Regions from separate parts of the Canis lupus genome. Here region 2 is linked to region 1. A link is a contact called in public Hi-C data. All regions are on one chromosome and are shown on one strand. The core of a region is the stretch at or near the end of the contact, and the rest is flanking DNA. Distances in the headings are between cores, read along the strand shown.

The links. Hi-C and Micro-C count contacts between places; a contact is called where the count stands out from the background.
Region 2: a contact with region 1 is called in a Hi-C map of blood, with 2.2 times the contacts expected there. The contact joins the promoter of ZNF131 here to the promoter of TMEM267 in region 1. A contact is called at or near these places in 2 of 9 Hi-C or Micro-C datasets (amygdala and blood).

Annotation. Positions count from the first base shown.
Region 1 is chr4:67,444,469-67,449,537 of UU_Cfam_GSD_1.0, forward strand. TMEM267 (transmembrane protein 267) reads left to right here and starts at 2,633. Exons shown (of 4, transcript XM_038535168.1): 1 at 2,633-2,766. It overlaps C4H5orf34, which reads left to right. Exons shown (of 14, transcript XR_005358500.1): 13 at 1-245; 14 at 1,700-2,216.
Region 2 is chr4:67,684,609-67,689,677 of UU_Cfam_GSD_1.0, forward strand. It overlaps ZNF131 (zinc finger protein 131), which reads right to left and starts at 2,573. Exons shown (of 7, transcript XM_038535192.1): 1 at 2,452-2,573; 2 at 1,391-1,529; 3 at 40-141. The coding sequence starts at 1,514.

The DNA of each region.
Region 1 (5,069 bases), core at 1,383-3,882:
TATTGGAAAATAGTGGTATCCTAAACCAGATTTCTAACAAAAAAAATGAACAGTCATCTGACCATTGTGAACCAAAATCTTCAGAGACCTTGCTGGAAGAAGTTAATGAAAAGAGAGTATCAGTGGCATTGAAAAAAACCTCTGAAATCCTTCAGGATATTGACTATCTTCTATCAAATTCTAAAAAGTGAAAAATGGAATTATAAACCTTAAGGATATTTCAAGTGACTAGTATAAAATTACTAGTAAGCCAAGAAATTATATATATTACTTCTGTGCAATGATTGTATGAAAAATGACATTTAACTTTGGAGGGTACCTATCTTGTAAACCTTAAAATATATATTTATAATGTGCATTCTTAATAAAGAACTATTTTAAAATTTTCTTATTTCAGATTCATGAGAAAATATAAAATTATAGTTGTTGCTGTTTTATGTTGTGAAGCATTCACTATTAAACCTCAAGGTTTTTTTTTTTTTCCTTTTTAAATATGCAGAATTGTGTGCATTTGGTCATTTGGTATTTGGTCTCTCCAAGTATTTTTCAACAGAACTACCAGAAGAGAATTAGATCTTTATTTTTTTTAAAGATTTTATTTATTTGAGAGAGAGAGACAAAGATAGCAACAGAGAGCATGAGTGGGGAGGGGAAGGAAAAGCATCAGGGAGCCGGACATGGGGCTCAATCCCAGAACCCTGGGATCATTTCCTAAGCCAAAGGCACCTAACTGAACCACCCAGGCGCCCTGAGAATTAGATCTTTAGAGACAGAGATAGGCAATATTGTTTCAAGCTAAGAATTGAGTGCTTCAGCAAACACCAAATTTCACCTGAATTGTTTCATTAATTACTTTCATTCTTTTGAAGATCTGAAAAAAAAGTTAGGCTACTCAAGTATGTGAAACTAAAATAGCTCATCCGAAGTGGTTTACTAGTGCTGTTTATTGAGAAAGCACAAAACCATACATCTAAAGGGACTTAAAGATTAGACCAATATAGCAGAAATGTTCTAATTAACTTCTGATTTCTAGAAAAGACTAGCTTCTTGACATTAAAACAAAACAAAACAAAACAAAAAAAACAGGAAACAACCAGAAAAATAATGAAGCAAGCAGAGCATAGACCAGGAGTGAGAACATCAATGATTTGAATGAGCATAGTGTTCTCTTGTTAGCTCTTCTCACTTGGCTCCTTGCTACCTTCAGGCTTCAGCACAAATTATCACTTCTTCAGAAGGGCCTCCCCCACTTAGTCTCTATGATATCACCCTGTTTATTTCCTTTACAGCACATACTACAGCCATCCAACTTTTCTTTGTGGTCTAGATCCTCCACTAGCACCTGAGTTCCATAAAGTCATCCTGTAACCCGTTACCAAGCACTAAGCTTGGCACACAGATCATTCAGTATGTGTTGTACAGATGAATCAGTGCCGTGGGACTGTAGGATGACTACAGAGAAAACAATTGTAACAATTTTGTTGTTTTGGTTGCAGGAAGCCATCCATGTTGTTCTTCAATAGCTCTAGAAAGCCTACAGTGCTATACAGCCAGGGCTGCTATAAGGGCAATGTGAAATTGTTACTGCATTCAAACTGTCCTTAATAGGATTAAAAGCACCCCGTGTTGTGGTTAATGTATTCTTTTTAATTAGCTCTTACACTGTGTGGGTTAAAATGTGTATCATTTTCCCTTCCAGTGGAGTCTTTGTCACCGGCTAAAAATCAAGAGTGTGACAATCAACGAACGGTCCAATCGCTGAGACACGGAGCCACACTTTAGGGTTCTGCGAGAGGGAGAGACCGAGCGCGACCGAGTTATTAGCCCTTGAGATTGAAGACCTCACTTTTTACCACAGAAACTTACAACTAAAATTAATATCGTGCCACTACTGCCTTTGCTTCCCATCTGCCCCTTGTTTTGAGAAACTGTAAGTAGGGAAAAAGGAGACAATGCCCCCCTTTTGAGCCCATTCTTTTGCACCCGTGCTTCCTAGAGCCAATGCCAAGCTAGACATCCTGGTGCCCACTCAGGCAGGAAGACAGCCTGGGACCTGGCCATTGTCTCATTGAACAGCTGCCTCTTAGGTCGCCCGGGTGGCTCAACGGTGGAGCGTGCGCCTTCCGCCCAGGGTGTGATCCTGGAGACCCGGGATCGAGTCCCGCGTCGGGCTCCCTGCGTGGAGCCTGCTCCTCCTCCCTCTGCCTGTGTCTCTGCCTGTGTCTCTGAATAAATAAATAAAATCTTAAAAAAAAAAAAAAAAGCTGCATCTTGAGTCCGGCTAATTAGGGTCAAGCCCGGGTAACTTATGCAGGTCCCCCCCGCCCCCCGCCAGCTCCCGTGCGTCTAGCAGTCGTGATTAGATGACCCCGCCGTGTCCCTGCGGCCACGAGGACGTGTGGCCCCCACCACGCCCACTAAGCCGCGAAGAGTAATTATCAACAGGTCCCGAAGGGGGCGCCGGAGCGCCGCGGAGGGGAGGCGGCCCCCGCAGCCTGAACGCCTCCGGAGCCCACCCAAAGACCGAGCACAGAAGCCGGATATCGGCCCGGCCCGGACGGCCCGCGGCTCTCGGCGTCCGCGCGCAGGCCCGTGCACCCCGCACCCCGCACCCCGCACGCCCCTGCGGCGTCCCCAGCTTCCCGGCCGCCAGCAGCGGTGCGTCGCGGGTCTGTCGGCGGCCGAGGCTGGGACACGGCGCCGCCAACGTCAGGTTCGACGGAGGAGGCCGACGAGGCACTTGCCTTCCCACCCCGCTTCCTAAAGGTCTCCTAACGGGGCACGGCGGGGAAGGCTCAGGAGAGCACCGGCGCCACCAAACACCGAGCTACCCGCGCTCGTCGGCCAGGAGGGGGGCCACTATCCCGGCGTCCTCTGCGCCGACCTTCCGGGCTGGAGCCCCTCTGGCCGGCGGCCCGCGTCTCTGTGGTGCCGGCCGCGGGGGGGCGGGGCGGAGGGGCGGGGCCGCCGAGCGCGCCGCGGGCTTCAGCCGGGAGAGCCGGACGCGGGCGCGGCTGAGCTCGGCGAGCGGCCGGGCGGCGGGGGGCCGAGCGGACGCCCCGGAGCTGCGCCCCGAGGTGGGAAGCCGGGCTGGCTCCAGGTCCCAGTGGGGAGGGCGTGAGGGGCGGCGAGCGCGCGGGCCCCGAGAGCCAGCGGGGTGTGCTCGGCGGGCGGTCCCGGGCCGCCGGTGGGCTCCTCGGCTCGGCTCGGCCCGGCCCGGCCCGGGGCGGCGGGGGTCGCGCCCTGGCCCCTTGCCGCCTTGCCCCGGCGCCCCGGACCCCGCGGGCGGGAGAGCGCGCAGGTGCGCCGGGTCCCTACGCCGCTGGCGAGGGCTGGGTTCCTAACGCGAGGCCCGCCCGCCCGGCGTGTTGCATCACACCAGCCTTCGGAAGGGATGATTCGGGGAATTTGCTGAGCCCCCGATAGATGTCTAAATTCGGAACCGCATGTTTTATTCCTAGTGGTGTAGGAACTAAACATCTCCTATTCAGACTATATAAAGTTTCTGTGCAAGTGAGCAGGGTTTGTGCTTCTCTCCTTGGCACATTAGCCGCATTAAGATCTAGCATCTAAAAAAAAAAAAAAAAAAAGATCTAGCATCTGCTTTAGGTATTCTAGCATTAAAAAATTAAATAGATTAGGGGCACCTGGCCGGCTCAGGCGGCGGAGTCTGTTCCAGCCTCAGCCCCATCTTCGGTGTTGAGATTACTTTTAAAAATTAAAATCAAGCTTCCTACCTGCTTGAGAAACCGCCTCTTTGGAGATTAAATGTATTTGAAACAGTAAAAAAAAAAAAAAAAAAAAAAAAAAAATTAATTTAAAAAATAAATTAACTTTCACAGCACTGACATTGAAGAAGACTTGTTTGTAAAGTCTGTACTGAAGGTAGTTACCAGATTATGGGCTGCCTTTACCTCAGGTCTTTGTAAATATTTGTGTGAAGGGAGAGTGAAGCAGATGCTATTTACGTTGAGAATTTGTTCGTTGTTTTGGCAGAAAGATTTGTCTGAGATTAGTAACAAACTGCACAGTAGTGTGTAATTAAAGTAACTGGCTAATTATGTTTGTGGAATTAAGGAAAGCAAATATTACTGCTCTGTGTACTTTAAAGATCCCATAGTTGATGGCATTTTACTGAAACGGGATGGGGTGTGACAATTTGGCCATCGTAGAAAGTGGCTGCGAGTCATAAGGACTTGTTATGGGCGTTAGGAGACGAGAAGTCATCCTCCAGATATTTTTAGTTCATAGGCTGAGAGATGCTTACCTGCTTACCCTTTGTACTTGCATAATGAAACATTTATTATTAGATGCCTTCACACTAGATTTTATGCATGGCAAGGTTAAAAGAAAATTGTAATTACTATTAAGGAAACTTCCCAACAAAAGTAAGCATGTAGAATAAAGTTATTTTGTAGTTTTTGAGGTTCCAGAGTCCATTCTGTTTGTAGGGGAGGGGTAGGAAGTGGAAAAAGGAAGAAAAAGGTATGAAGAAAAATGGGTACACTTGGACGTCCTCATCAGAGACAATAAATAAAAGGCGGTATACTTAGTAAAGTTCTTTCTCAAAAAGTGTTTTGTTTTTTTTTTCTTATCCTCATACTCAGAATCTAAGCCAGCGATGTTAAATATCTGCACTAATACAGTTGGAGTGGAATAGATGTCAGAATTGTGTTTCTGGGACCATAATTACACCATTGTAAAAATGGAAATAGTGTTGTGTTAGATATGTATTACTGTATGACAAATTACCCCGAAACTTAGAGGCTTAAACACTTAACAAGTATTATCTTACTATGTCTGTGGGCCTAGGACTTTGGAAGAGGCTTAGCTGAGTGATTCTGGCTCAGCGGCCCATGCCGTTGTAGTCCAGATGTTTGCAGGGCTGCGGGCATCTAAAAACTTGATGGGGGCTGAGGGATCTACTTCCACATTCACTCATTAGCTTTTTGCTCCCCTCTTATCCAGCAAGCTGTTTTATACCTCTCACTTGTAAAGTGCATTTTGTCCTATCCCATTATATGTATTTGTTCCTATTCATAAACCATAATATAGTTGAACAATAAGGT
Region 2 (5,069 bases), core at 1,323-3,822, 240 kb after region 1:
TAACATCTGCTAAGTATTATACTTAAAACAGACATTTACCTTCTATCTCCACCAAAGGTTCCTGAGTAAACTCCTGAAAGAATTTGTAGAAGAACTTACTGCAAGCAGCCAAAACAGCCTTGTGGGCCTTAAAATGGTGTCCTAGATCAAAAAAAAAAAAAAAAAAAAAAAAAAAAAAGGTATCACACACAAAAGACCAACAAATAAAGTAGTAAATTTATATAAAATAAACCTTTCTCCACATTATAACCATAAGACTATATAAATTACCGAACTAAAATCAGAATAATCTTAGCAGCTATCTTGTTAAATTTCAATCTTAATTAGACATGAAGCCAAATCATTATCTCAAAGATCTTTTATTAAGTTAGTTTTATAAAAGTCAGTTTACAAAACTAAAAGAGGTAAGGAGCTTCTTCAAGATATATCCTATTCATTTAAAACTGCTAAATATAAACACAACCCAAAATATTATACATCTTTTGGAAAGAGAGAAGAAAAAGCCATAGAATAAGCATAAAGCTTGACATATTTGCTATGGAAAACATGTTAATATGCCTACTATTTGGAAGCAGCAGACCTACAATACAGCTGATCAGTAATAAAGGATACCTTGCCTCAAGAAGCCTTTTTTTATTTTTGAAGATTTTATTTATTTATTCATGAGAGACAGAGAGAGAGAGAGAGAGAGAGAGAGGCAGAGACACAGGCAGAGGGAGAAGCAGGCTCCATGCAGGGAGCCCCACGTGGGACTCAATCCCAGGACCCCAGGATCGCGCCCTGGGCTGAAGGCGGCGCTAAACCTCTTGAGCCACCCGGGCTGCCCTCGAGAAGCCTATTTTCACTAAACAGAAAAGATACCCAAACTGCGTTTGCCTCCTGAATAACGAACGACAACTCCTAATACTGGTAAAGACCCCATTGGATTTGGAGGCTTCCCAAAGAGGGTACCAGTGCTGCAAAGGAATCTCTCACACTCTCCCTCCGAGACCATCTGGGAAACGAGAAAAAGAATCCACATTTCCCACATGATTGCTGTAAAAGGCTCCTCAAAGCAGCTGATGAATAGAAGGCTATTAACTAAACATTTAGAGAGAGCTTCCCTCTCTCCAACGCTATTATCTTGCTCTCAAGTGTGCAACAGGAAAACTTCAAAAAGGCTGCAAAAAGTTAAGATGCGATGATTACGTTGAAAGCATGACTAGCCACCTAGCCTTCTGCAACACGGTCCGAGTGGACACTGACAAGTTCCGCACCCCACTCCACCCCCGGGTCCCAGCGCACACTCGACAGGCACTAGCCATGGAAGGTGGGTAGAAAAAGCGGGTGGGGGAAGGGGAGATAAGAACGGAAGCCACAAATTCGATGCTCTGCCCACCACCGTACCCACCGTCGACAATCAGGGTGATGTCAGTAAACCGATCCTGCTCCCGCTGTTCATTCAATCGGTCCAGGATCATTTTATGATGTTCCGGGAACTCCTGAAGGCATTCCATCGTCTCTTCGGCCTCCATGGCCGTCGGGTTGCTCTACAAAAGAGGAGCATGATAACGTACACCCATGAGCTCGGGCTGAGGTACAAAACCCCTTAAGCATAAAATAACAACAACAACAACAAAAAAAAAAAAACCCAAAACCCCAGCTACGTGAAAAGAAGGGGGGAGGGTGAGGCAAGAGGAGAGGAAGGCGAGGGAAGAAAGAAAGGCGAGCCGGGTGGCCGCCGCGCGTTGGGGGCCGGAGCCGCGGCCGCGGGACTCCGAGCCTGACCTAATTGGAGTCGGGAGACGCGAGCTGCAGCGGGGTGGGCAGAGCGCCGGAGGCTCCGGGCGCCGGGGCGCGCAGGTCCGGCAGCGGAAGGGACCCGACAGTCGTGGCGGCCCCCCAACGGCCCGCCAGGCCCTTCTGCCCGGCCCTGGCTCCCGCCGCCCCGGGACCCGGTCCGGCCCGCGGCCCACAACGACTCCCGGGTCGCCTCTCCCTCCCCCGCCCTCCCGCTTCTCCCCCGCCCCGACCGGGCCGGCACTCACTCAGGGAAGGAGGAGCGGCCCGGGCCTGCGCGTCACTTACGTCGACGTGCTGCGTCACCGCGCTGGGCTCCGGCTGACGCGGACGCCGACCCAACGCCGACCACTGAGGGAACGGGCCGCGCCCCGGCCGGTGGGGGCGGAGTCGACCCGGAGGATCGAAGCTCGGCGAGCGCCAGGCCGCGACCGCCGAAACGAGGAAGTCCGGCGGCGGTGGGGCTGGGCCAGCCGCGGGCCAGGCCGAGCCCGGGGCGGGGATCCTAAGTCGCCGCCCTTCCGCCCCCCGCCGGAGCTCAGGTGCGCGCGCGCCGCCGCCCCCGACCTCGGGAGAGTGAGCTCGCCGCGCGCTCCCAGGGCGCTTTTATCCGCGGCGCCCGCCGCCCCGCCCCGCCCCCTTCCCTCCCGAGCCCGGGTCGGCCCGCCTCACCTAGCTCGTGGTCCTCGCCCGCTGCCGGCGGGCCCTCGCGGCGTCTCGGTCCTCGCTCTCCCCTCGCGGGGCGAGGCTCGGCCCACGCAGCGCGCCCCCGCTGCCCAGCGCCTCGCCCTCCATCTCCCCGGGAGCGCCGGACGCGGCCTCCGCTGGGTCCCCCGGCGCACGTGCGCTCGCCCCGCGCCCCGGGCAGTCGCGTCGCGGCGACGGCGGCGGCGGCGGCGGCGGCGGCCCCGGGCGCGAGCACGTTCCGGCCCCTGGGACCTTCCTCCCGGCGCTCGGCGGGCGGCACGTGCTCGCGGGGCTCGCGACCTGGCTCCGCTCCTCGACGATCCTGGACGAGCGCGGCGCTCTTGCTGCCGCTCCGCTCCCCAACCCCCGCGCCGGAGGAGGCCGGGGACTTACGCGGCGTCCTTGGTCGCTTGGCTGGGTCATTCACCCGTTCACCTGGGGGGGGGGGGGGGATGCTTTGGAAGATCACGAGTGGAGATTTACTTTTTTTTTCTCACAAGAAAATAGAGTGGGGGTCAGGGAAAGACCCAAAATAGCAGTCTGTATGCAAGGGTGAGTGGCATCATTATCTCAACAGGCATTTCTAGGGCGCCAGCGCCGGGGTGGGCACTGGTGAGCAAGGCGAATGTGTTTTCTGCCTTCCTAAACTTAGTCTGATAGGTATTTTTGGACAGTTAATTATCTGGGTGCATTTCTGGGTGTTATGAGATGTGAAGAACAAGGTAATGGGGTGGGGGTGGGGAGCGGCCAGGAAAGCCAGTGTCTGTGGGTGTCCGTCAGCAGGTGGACAGCGAGCGCATCCAGAGGCCCCGAGATCATAGCATTTCGGGAACTAAAGGAAGTTTGGTGGGACAGACCCACAGGGGCCTTGTAAACAGTGCTAAAGGTGATAGGTTTTCTTACAATCGCAAATGGGAAACCTTGAAGGTTGAGCAGGATAGTAACAATTTAAGACTTACTCTTTATTTTTTTTTTAAAGATTTTATTATTTATTCATGAGAATACACAGAGATGAAACAGAGAGAGAGAGGCAGAGGCACAGGCGGAGGGAGAAGCAGGCTCCATGCAGGGAGCCCGACATGCCAGTCATCTGGGGTCTCCAGGGTCACGCCCTGGGATGAAGGTAGGCGCTAAACCGCTGAGCCACCCAGGCTGCCCAAGATTTACTTTTTATTTTATTTTATTTTTTTAACATACGAAAAGACATTTTATTATTATTTTCCTATATAACATATTAGTGAATACACACCATTGCGTTTCTCAAATGGCAAATGAGACACAAGATAACATCTTTTTGATTCCTGAAAACCTCAGTATCATCTGTCTTTTGGAGGATTCAGTTTCCTACGACGTCTATGAAACATCCACGAGGATACCAACGGTGCTTAGTAGTAAAGAACATTTTGCTAGGTGGTTCTATCATGAGTCCTTACTCAAAGTGTTCATTTTTTTCTTCTAGTCTGGTTTTCGGCACTTGGTCATATGTTTCTTCATTATTATGCACAGGATCTGGCCGAGGGATAGGTTTTGTATGCTCATATGGAATGTCCACAGAAGAGTGGTAGCATACTATCGTCCTGCCATCAGATGTCAAAGCAAGCTCTACTTTGCAATTATAGTCATCTGGTAGAGGAGAATATGTAGATTTTTTAAAATTTTTTATTTATTTATGATAGTCACACACAGAGAAAGAGAGGCAGAGACATAGGCAGAGGGAGAAGCAGGCTCCATGCACCGGGAGCCCGACGTGGGATTCGATCCCGGGTCTCCAGGATCACGCCCTGGGCCAAAGGCAGGCGCTAAACCACTGCGCCACCCAGGGATCCCCTAGTCTTTGTTTTAAAGTATATTTTGTGGGCAGCCCGGGTGGCTCAGCGGTTTGGTGCCACCTTCGGCCCAGGGCATGATCCTGGAGTCCCTGAATCGAGTCCCACGTTGGGCTCCCTGCATGGAGCCTGCTTCTCCCTTGGCCTGTGTCTCTGCCTCTCTCTCTCTCTCTCTCATGAATAAATAAATAAATAAATAAATAAATAAATAAATAAATAAAATATTTTTAAAAAAATAAACTCTATTTTGTTTAACTATTGCTAGTCTGGCTTTCTTTTGACATCTGTGTGCATGATAAATGTTTCTCCATCCCCCTCACTTTTAGTCTGCAAGTGTCTTTAGGTCTGAAATGAGATTCTTAAAGGCAGCATATAGGTAGGTCTTATTTTACCCACTCTGTCACCTTATGTGTTTTGATTGGAATACTTAGTACATTTACAGTCAAAGTACTTAGTGCTAGATATGTATTTGTTGCTGTTCTGTTACTTATTTTTATAGTGTTTTTTTGATCCTTCTCTTTCTTTTATAGTTTGCTGATTTTCTTTAGTGATATACTTTGATTCCTTTCTCTTTATTCTTTGCAGATCTATTAGTGGTTTTTGATTTGTGGTTACCATTAGGTTTGTATATAACATCTGCATATAATAGTCTCTGTTAAGTTGATGGTCGCTTAAGGTTGAACACATTTTTCCTCCTTTCTCCCCCTGAAGTTTTAGGTATTTGTTACCATATTTTACACCCTTTTATTTTATGAATCCTTGACTGGTGCTTTACAG